Linked DNA regions of Gossypium hirsutum: region 2 is linked to region 1. A link is a contact called in public Hi-C data. All regions are on one chromosome and are shown on one strand. The core of a region is the stretch at or near the end of the contact, and the rest is flanking DNA. Distances in the headings are between cores, read along the strand shown.

Region 1 (4,733 bases), core at 2,121-4,620:
AGGTTAATGGCTAGTGGCTAGTGTAGCATTCCTTTTAAGGAGTGATTTGGAAAAGTAAATTTTAGAAATACTCTTGAAAAGTTTGATCTAAGATTTAAGTATTTAGCATTAATATAAAAAAATACTTTTGAAAAATAAAATGTCTATTTTAAACTTGGCGTTATAAAATAACAAATATATATTTAAATAATTTTTAAATTAGTTAATATTATGATATTTTAATAAGAATATAGAAAACATTTTATTATAATTTGTTGTTAATATTTTAATATATGAAAAAAAAATTTTAAACATTTTTAAGCAATTAATATTAATTATTTATAAAATTTAATTTAAATATATAAATTATGTTAAATATTAAAATACAACCAATAAAAAAATAAATATATAATATTATAATATTAAAAATAAATTTCAATAGAAAAATAATTTTATACCCAATATAAATATTATATAAAATACTTTATTAGAGTTAAAATTGTTTTTTTTTTCTTAATGGGCTTTTGCTGAAAGCAAGTTAGAAAAAACTATTTTTGTTTTAGTGTTCCAAAGTGTTTTTTAAACACACTTATGACTCCAAAAGTTGTCTATTTAGGCTTAGGGCTAGTTTGATAATACTTTTAAAAAGTGTAGTGGAAAAATTCTCTTGAGAAGTGGTTTTAAAAAGTTTGGTTTAAAATTTGAGTGTTTAATATTACTGTCAAAAAATGCTCTTGAAAAATAAAATGTCCATTTTAGATATATTATTATCAAGTAACAAATATGCATTTAAATAATATTTAAATTAATTAATATTATTACATTTTAGCAAAAATATAAAAAAATATTATAACTTGTTGTTAATATTTTAATATATGAAATATAAATTTTAAATATTTTTAAGCAATAAATATTAATTATTTATAAAATTTAATTAGAATATATAAACTATATTTTAAATATTTAAATATAACTATTAAATATTTATAATTAGTATTTTAAAAAAATATTTTTAATTAATGATTTTAACACATTTGTAATTAAACACCAACAAAAAATAGAGGAAATTATTATGTTATTGAAAAGCCGAAAAAAGAAATTAAGCATTAAAAGTGCTTTTTAGAGAAGAAAAGCTAAAAATTTTAGTTTATTCTTTTTAGAAATACTTTTAAAAAATACTTCTGAAAAACTAAAAATGTCAGTTAAAAGTAGTTTGTTTAGCACAACTTTTTTTTTCAGAAGTATTTTTAGAGCTAGAAATGCTTTTTTTAAGTACTACAGAACAAGCCCTTAGTTTAGGAATAAATTTTAAAAATGCATTTAAGAAAAAAAATTTTGGGAAGAAACTAAAATTTTTAACAATACTTTTATCTTAAAAATATTTCTTAAAAACAATACTAAATACATTACTTACCTAAAATAAAAAAATAATTCTAAATACACCCTAAAAAAGGAGTGCCTCCTCGCACAGGTAAAATAAAAAAGAAACCAAAATTGACGTGGTTAGTTGTGTTGAAAGCTTGTCAGATCCTTGCCTTTAGACATTGGTGCTTCAGATCACTAGCCTCCGAGTTTTCTTCATCTTGTAAAAGTCATTGGCTTTATTTTAGATCAATGTCTTATACGATATTTTAAATCCAATCTGCTTCATATTTCTTTTCATCGACGAAACGAAATGACTGTTCAAAAAAATAAAAATTCTATACTCATTTAACATTTAAATTTTAAATGTTAAAAATTTCAAGAAAATAAAATATAAAATTTCAAGAAATAATCAGTATTAGAAAATAAATATTTTATTTTGAAAAATATAAAAATTTCTATACTCATTTAACATTTAAATTTTAATATATGTAGTTTAATTTTGAAACATTAAATCCCTTTCTATATATTTTTATTTAAAAATTTTGATGCTTTTACGAACTTCCATCTAACTTTGCCTTTAGTTGTAGACATGACAATCATGAAAAATAAGGCAAAGATAACTTTTATAGCTTATAGTTTTTTTTTTTATCAATTTAACCCCTATTATTTAAAAATACATAATATTGTAAAACAAATGAATGATAAATATTTGTTTTTATATTTTCAATAAATATATTTTTTCTATAATATTAAAAATTACTGAATAATTAGAAACTCATTCAAAAATAAAAATTTTAAAATAAAAAGTTATGCCTTTCAATTCAGGCCACCTGTTGGTATTCATGTCACTGGTTACTAAATTTTAAGGATGTTAATGGTTTGTTGTTACTACCAATCCCTTTATGGTTGTTGATTAGCATAATATTCTTCTATTGTTATGTAAATGTCATATAATTTATGAGGTAGACAGAAACTAGTAATTACCATTGGTTTTTGCTTCTCCAAATGTAAAAGACCATAACATCATTCCATGGGTTATAGGTTAATGTAGTTTGCAAAGAGAATTATGTAGTATATAACCATATATGCCTTAACTCTTCTTTTTATTTAATCTTTTAGCAATCAAATGGGTGGCTATTGGAAGAGAAACCTCATTTGACAAAATTCAAAGGTAATAATTTTTTTATGGAAATTTATATAGTGTATTTGTGGGGATTGTATTAGCCTTAAGAATCAATTTAGTTATGTGATTTTTAATTGGGTTCACGAGTTGACTAGAGTAGTTTTATTTTCTGCTCATCTGCATATTTGAGATTCAGTTCCACATTTTACAAATGATGGATATTAGGATGGGCGTATGGGTGTAAGGGGAGGGCCTGGTGGTCTGGGTTAGTTTTATTGTCCATTTTTCGCTGGCTACTCTCTTGTGCTTTCTTTAATCAATGATATTGCCATTTACTTCAAATTATATATATTATAACTAAATTAAATGATTTTTTTTAATTTTAAATATTTTTTAATATTTCATAATTTTATAAAATATAATTTTTAATTGAAAATATGTAAAAAGATATTTCTTAATTTTTTTAGAATGTTTTATGTATTTTTAAAATTAAGGGCCAAATCGATAAACGAATATAAAATGTTTTAAGTACTATAAAAGTTTTTCAACAGCAAAATTGGATGGAAGGAGCAAGAATTTTAAATCAATGAAAATATCAAAAAAAATATCTCAAGGATTAAATTTTAAATTGTGAAAGAATAGAGGACTTTTGACAAATTTAAACCTTCAAAAGAATCAACTTAGCTCGATGAAACCGTATAATTAGAGAATAAACAATTCACAAGTCTCACTCACTGGACTCCTAAAATTTCACTTGTACTAATACCCGTCCTCCCTCGATCAAACGGCGCCTCTTTACTGAATCACTCAATCAAAACCCACAGTCAAAGTGGAAAACATGACAGTATGTAACGCTAGCATATACACAAAAAATATTAAATAGAGAAAAAGAAGCTTGCATTATTGAGAGAGAATTCTATTTTCCCTGCTCAGTCATTTCAGTCCTTTTAAGAAAAAAAAAATTCCTAAAAATCCAAAATTCTCCTTCGCAAAGAGAAAAAGATAGGAATATATATTTCTTCTCAGGAAGAGGGAGAAAATTTGGGTGTCTGTTGTTTGTTTTTCTTTGGGTTATTGTCAATGGTTGAATTATAGAAATCGAAACAAATATTTCAAATTTTACCCCTTTCGAGTTTAACAAGGAAGAGAGAACAAAAATAGCTAACTCAAGATGCGATCTTCAATTTGATTTTGGGAGTGTGGTTGAATCTAGGCCGTTTGGTTTTCAATTTTCGTGATTGATTATTAGACAGTGAAATTACAGGCAGAAAGGCAAACCCAAAAAAAGAAAGAGAGAGAAATGCACGGAGGCGATGAGGTGGTCGCAGCTCTGGCAGGACCGCCACAACCGTTGGATTGGAAATTCTCTCAGGTTTTTGGTGAAAGAACCGCTGGAGAAGAAGTTCAAGAAGGTAAATTATTATTGTTTCTGGATCCAATCGGTAATTTGTAGGTCTTTTTAGAACTAGGGTTTATTTTGGTGCTTTGGATCTATTTGGGATCATGGGATATTGAGTAATTATTGTTTAGGTTAATGGGTATGAGAAATTGTGACTTTTTTTTTTGTAAGGTTTTTGCTTTCTTTTGGTTCCAAATAATGCTTGGAATAATATCTGGGTATTTTGTTAGAAATAAGATAGTGTGGAAGTGAAGATGGTGAAGTTAGTGATGGTGCATGCACAAAAAGTTGTGCCTTCTTTGTGTGTTTCTGGTAATCGTTTTGATTTTAATAATTTATGTACTTTTCTTCTGGTTTTGGGGTTTTAGTGCATGGCAATTGATTAACAGTTTTGAGATTTGAATTGAAATTGGAATCTGGGTATTATCACTTTGTTAAGATGGAGATAGACAATGTTTCATGAGTTTATGGCACAAATCATAACTCATGGATGAATGACAGCATTGATGTGGCACGGGTATACCATTTATATGATGGGGGTTCAGATTCCTAGCTTTATTTGGTGGTGGTTTATTTCTAATATGAATCGGTTATGTTATGGTATGGTAAACTTCTTAGTAAGTGGGACAGTCAGAAAATGGGTTAGATTATGAGTTGATTGATGCAAGATTGTGTGCTGCTGCTAGGAAAGAAATAATTCTGTGATTGGTAGATATTTGGCTGTTTAGATACTACTTCAAATTTTTATTGATCAATTTAGTACTCAATACTGAAACTTGGCTTAACAATTTGAATTCAATCCTGTGTAAGTATAATGTGGGTAAACTTTGAAGCATGCTACTGAAACAGATGACTAGTGGCCTTAGG
Region 2 (4,718 bases), core at 59-2,558, 930 kb after region 1:
AGGATAGCAAATTAATGGTCAAATTGAGTCAAACCTTACAAGCGAAGGTGTTTGAAACGTGCAACGATTGACTTCGACAACGTGAAAGTGTGGATAAGTGAGGTAAGTAAGGCGATTAGTTTGGGAAATGATCGGCGATCAATCTTATAAAAATGGCGCCTAATTGCGGGGCCCAACCAACTATCTTTCTCAATTCCAGCTCTTCACAACTTGTGCCAATCCTTTTCCCAACACTCAATGCCCCCGTGAATTTTATTTCCCAATTTACCCTTCCAATCCTTTTGAGTGTTTCTTGTGTGGGAGAGAGATTTATGTATTTTGTTATATCATATTTGTCTCTTGTAAATAATAAAAAAAGAAATGTAAGATAAAAGTTTTATAAAAGATTCGAAAATTTTTAAGATTAGATTTTTAAAATATTTTTTTTATAATATTTTATTTAAAATAATATTACATAAAATTTAATATATAATTTAATAGTTAAATTAACGATTTTAATAATAAAAGAATCTAACTAATATAACCGAGATGCTTTAAGAATTTCATTAGAATAATTTAAAATTTAAAAATTAATTTAGAATAAAAGTGGGTTTAAAAATATTTAGTGAAAGTACTACATTTTTTAATACCATTTCTGAAGTATTCCGCAGACAATTGCAAAATGCACTTTGAATGAAAGAAATTCAGTTGATTTGACAATAAATTTAATAAATACTTTTTATTCTTTTTAGTTGAATCATAGAAATTTAAGTATTTTTTTCGAAATTTTACTGCATTTTATATTATCCTCATTTTTAAAATATATAAATTTGATTTAGTTTATATTTTTATTTTTTATTGACTTGGTATAGTAAGATAATTAAGCATTAATTCAGTTATTAGAATAAATTTTCATATGTAAATGAAATTATTATAAATTATTAAAATTTTAATCATAATAAATTTTAAACATAAAACACAAATATATTAAACAATTAACTTCATCAATATAATCGAAGAATTAACACATATCATGAGTATTGTATTAATCTTCTATTCATATAAATATATGTATGTGTGCCGGAGCAAAGTCTGAAATTTTGAGAAAGATTCAATTTTAATAATATATTTTTACGATAATAAAAAATATAATTTTATTATTTTAATAACTTATAATTTTTTATAATTAAACTTTATTAAAATGGACAAACTTTGTTAGAAATAAAAAAAAAACGAAAATATTCAAGGAAAGGTGGGCAGGGCAGGGCGGGGCAGGGCGGGGCAGCAAATAGCTATGAAAGTGGATGGGGATGGCTTCCTGTTTGTATGTATTTGAGACTCCCTTTCCCTTTTTACAGTGAAGGACTGAATTAAGAGTTACCAACCGCAACAGAGGGAAAAAAGAAAAAGAAAAATAAAAACAGTCGAACATGCTCTGTTTAGAGTCATCTCATTCCTTTCTACTTGTGTCCTTCAAACCTCCTTAAAATTTGAAGCTTAAATCCCCACCTTCCATTTTTGCTTAGCAAAAATCTCACTTTCATCTTCCCTCTAATCTTCCAATATATTTTCTTTGATCTTCTTTTTTTACTACCATCTATCTAAATCTACCATTTTCTTTAACCTCTTCAAGGAAAAGAAATAGTAAAAGCCAGGATTTTCGTGAACTTAGCTCTAGTTTCTTCACTGACCCTTTGCTTCTCTTTGTCTGATTTTGTTTTAGATTCATACTTCTTGCTCATCATTTACAGCAAAAGCTAAACCTTGCTCAAACTTTTATCAAGTCTAATTTATGTTTGATCTAGTTTTCTCTCTATCTAGTCCTAAACTTTTTTTGTGTTAACCCTTTTAGGCCGAGTTGTTTGATCAAACTCTATTTTTATCTATTTTTTGCACTTAATTTTAGCTCAAAGTTTCAATCTTTTCTTTTTTTTTTTTTTTGTTAGAAACAAGAAAAATGGATCCTAAGGTTTCACAATTTGTGATTCTTCTACCATTAATCTTTCTTCTTATTGTTCAAACCCTCAATGCCTTGGATTCTTCTTCTGCTACAATACCCATGAATTGTACGGACACATCAAGATTATGCACATCTTTTTTGGCTTTTAAGCCGCAGGGAAACCAAAGTCTAGCAGTGATCCAGAGCATGTTTGATGTGATACCACAAGACATTACAGTTGAAGGAGAGGACAGCCATGGCTACATATTCATAAAAAAGAACTGTTCTTGCTTGACATCCTCCAAGAATTATGCAACAAACACAACCTTTACAGTGAGATCAAATCAAGGGTATGTTTATGACATGATTTTAGAGGCTTATGATAGGCTTGCAATGGTTCCAAATGTTAGCAGGCCGGCAAGGATTGGAGCTGTGGTGTCTTTGAGGCTGTTTTGTGGGTGTTCAAGTAGTTTGTGGAACTACTTGATGAGTTATGTGATGAAAGATGGGGACAGTGTGCAATCTTTAGCTAGTAGATTTGGGGTTAGCATGGATAGTATTGAGCAAGTTAATGGGATTTCAAATCCTGATAATGTCACTGTTGGTGCTTTGTACTATATTCCCTTGAATTCAGGTTTGCCTAAAAAATCATTTAATTTTTTCTGTTTATTCTTTTTACCATTTTCTGTGTGTGGTTTCTTAGGAATTTGCATGAGGAATGCTATTTGTTTGGATATATCCATATTGAGTTGCTTTTCAAGAGATGGGCATTTATGATTTTGATGATAATTGCATAGTTTCTGAGAACTCTTTAAGTTTTGCAAATACAGGAGTTAACAAAGTTGGTAAAATAAGATTTTTGCCCATAGTTTATAATTAGGTATACTAAGGACTTGGAACTGGAGCCTACTTGGTTTCTATCTGAAGTCATAATGTGAACTTTGAGGGAAGGTGCTAATGTCATGGATTTCGGATATGCAAACAATATCATATTAATGCAAGCAATAATGAGTTCATGCATATTCTTGTTTTATAGCTGTGATTAGAATTGACAAATGTCTTTGCTTTATGATCTATTTCCTTGAATTACAGGGCTATTAATTGGTGTTTTTTCATTATGCCTTGTGTGTTGTTTGCAACTGGCAATGCGTACCGAGAATAGACATTTCTCTTGTTAATTTTGTTGGATTTACTTACTGTTTAGTTCTCCTCTTATAGCAGAAAGTTTTAGACTATAGCTTGCTTATATATATTGCAGTTCCTGGTGAACCGTATCATGTGGAGAATGAGATCCCCCCAGCACCTGTTCCTGCACCGTCAGCTGATGCAATTTCAGGTATGAATTGGTAAATCTAAGTGAAGGAAGTAAAGCCATGTTACTTGGACTGAAGTGTGAGTGTTGAATATGGGTATGTATGTGTCTGACATGGGCATGCTAAATTTTTCCATGTTATTATGTGTCTTTAGCGGGTCATATCCCCACATCCATGTTCGATGGGTACAACAAGCAAAACGAAGTCAGCTGTACAATGCCAACTACCAGCTGACAACTATAAATAAACGACATGCTTCACAGTGTGATGTATGTCAAAATTGAAAATTTTAAGTTTTACATAACAAGATATGGATTCTAGCTCTGTTTAAGTTCTGAATTGCTAGTGCCGCTTCTTTCTCAAAAAAAAAAAAAAATTTTGGCTGTTATGTTTTTCTTGTGTGTTATAATGTTACCTCTGTTCTGTTTGGTTGCGTGAATTATAGTAATGTCTGGTAAACACTCCTTGGTGAGGGGGGAATGTAAGTAATAGTTCGCTTGATATTGTGCAAGAAATATAATGTAGTATATTTTTAACTTTTGTGCAGAAATTCAAGTAAGTCCTAAGGCTCACGTGCCATATCGATGGATCATCGGGGCGTTGGGTGTTGGCCTTGCTCTCATTATATTAAGCATAGTTGTTTGTGTTTCCTTGAGATCATCGAGCTGCTTTGTTGAAGCTCGAGGAAGTCATGCCAAAGATCATGATGACAGGAGTTCTCACAAGTTTCACATTCTTCGGAAGCCAAGTTTCTGCTGTGGTTCAGGAAGATACATTTGTGGCAAGTCTGAGAATTGGACCCAAACCAACGGCGAACCTAGTAACCACCAGATTACTATCCCAAATGGTTATTACACTCTGATCTGTTGCTAGCTGAAATACTGGCATGGAACTATATATATCACATACTAAACAAAGTAGATTAGTTAATTAAAATACTAATAGCACAATATATAACTCCAGACCTAACATCTGATCTTACATTTTACCTGATTTGGTTCATAGCTTAGAGTTGCCTTTTATGACAACTCAGCTTGCCACCTTGACCAATCCACAACTCAGGAAGTCTAACTTTATTTTCTTGTCTTCTCTGTCAGCTCTAGGAACTGATGTACTTGATGTTGAGAAGCCTGTGGTTTTCACTTACGAAGATATTCTTTTTTCAACCGATGGGTTTTCAGATTCTAATCTACTTGGTCATGGAATCTATGGTTCTGTTTATTTCGGTTTCCTTAGGGACCAGGTTCGTGTGTTTCTACTTCGGAATTCAGATCATATGACTGCGACAAAGATGAGGAATTCAGATCATAGATTAACATTCCATTTATGTTTTGTTTATTTGATGCTTTTAGGAAGTTGCTATCAAAAGAATGACTGCTACAAAGACGAAGGAATTTATGGCAGAGATGAAAGTCTTGTGCAAGGTCCATCATGCAAATCTGGTAATGCTTCACCAAGATAAGCAATTGTTTAAATTTTGAAACTTG

Evidence for each region. A called contact is a pair of places that touch in the nucleus more often than the background predicts.
Region 2: a Hi-C map of leaf shows a contact between it and region 1, with 1.9 times the contacts expected there. The contact joins the promoter of LOC107951804 here to the promoter of LOC107951933 in region 1. A contact is called at or near these places in 3 of 34 Hi-C or Micro-C datasets (leaf and seedling).

The regions. Positions count from the first base shown.
Region 1 is chrA02:82,596,602-82,601,334 of Gossypium_hirsutum_v2.1, forward strand. LOC107951933 (serine/threonine protein phosphatase 2A 55 kDa regulatory subunit B beta isoform) reads left to right here and starts at 3,371. Exons shown (of 14, transcript XM_016887119.2): 1 at 3,371-3,879. The coding sequence starts at 3,768.
Region 2 is chrA02:83,527,693-83,532,410 of Gossypium_hirsutum_v2.1, forward strand. It overlaps LOC107951804 (lysM domain receptor-like kinase 3), which reads left to right and starts at 1,309. Exons shown (of 11, transcript XM_041084987.1): 1 at 1,309-2,552; 2 at 3,177-3,254; 3 at 3,779-4,078; 4 at 4,329-4,474; 5 at 4,584-4,673. The coding sequence starts at 1,937.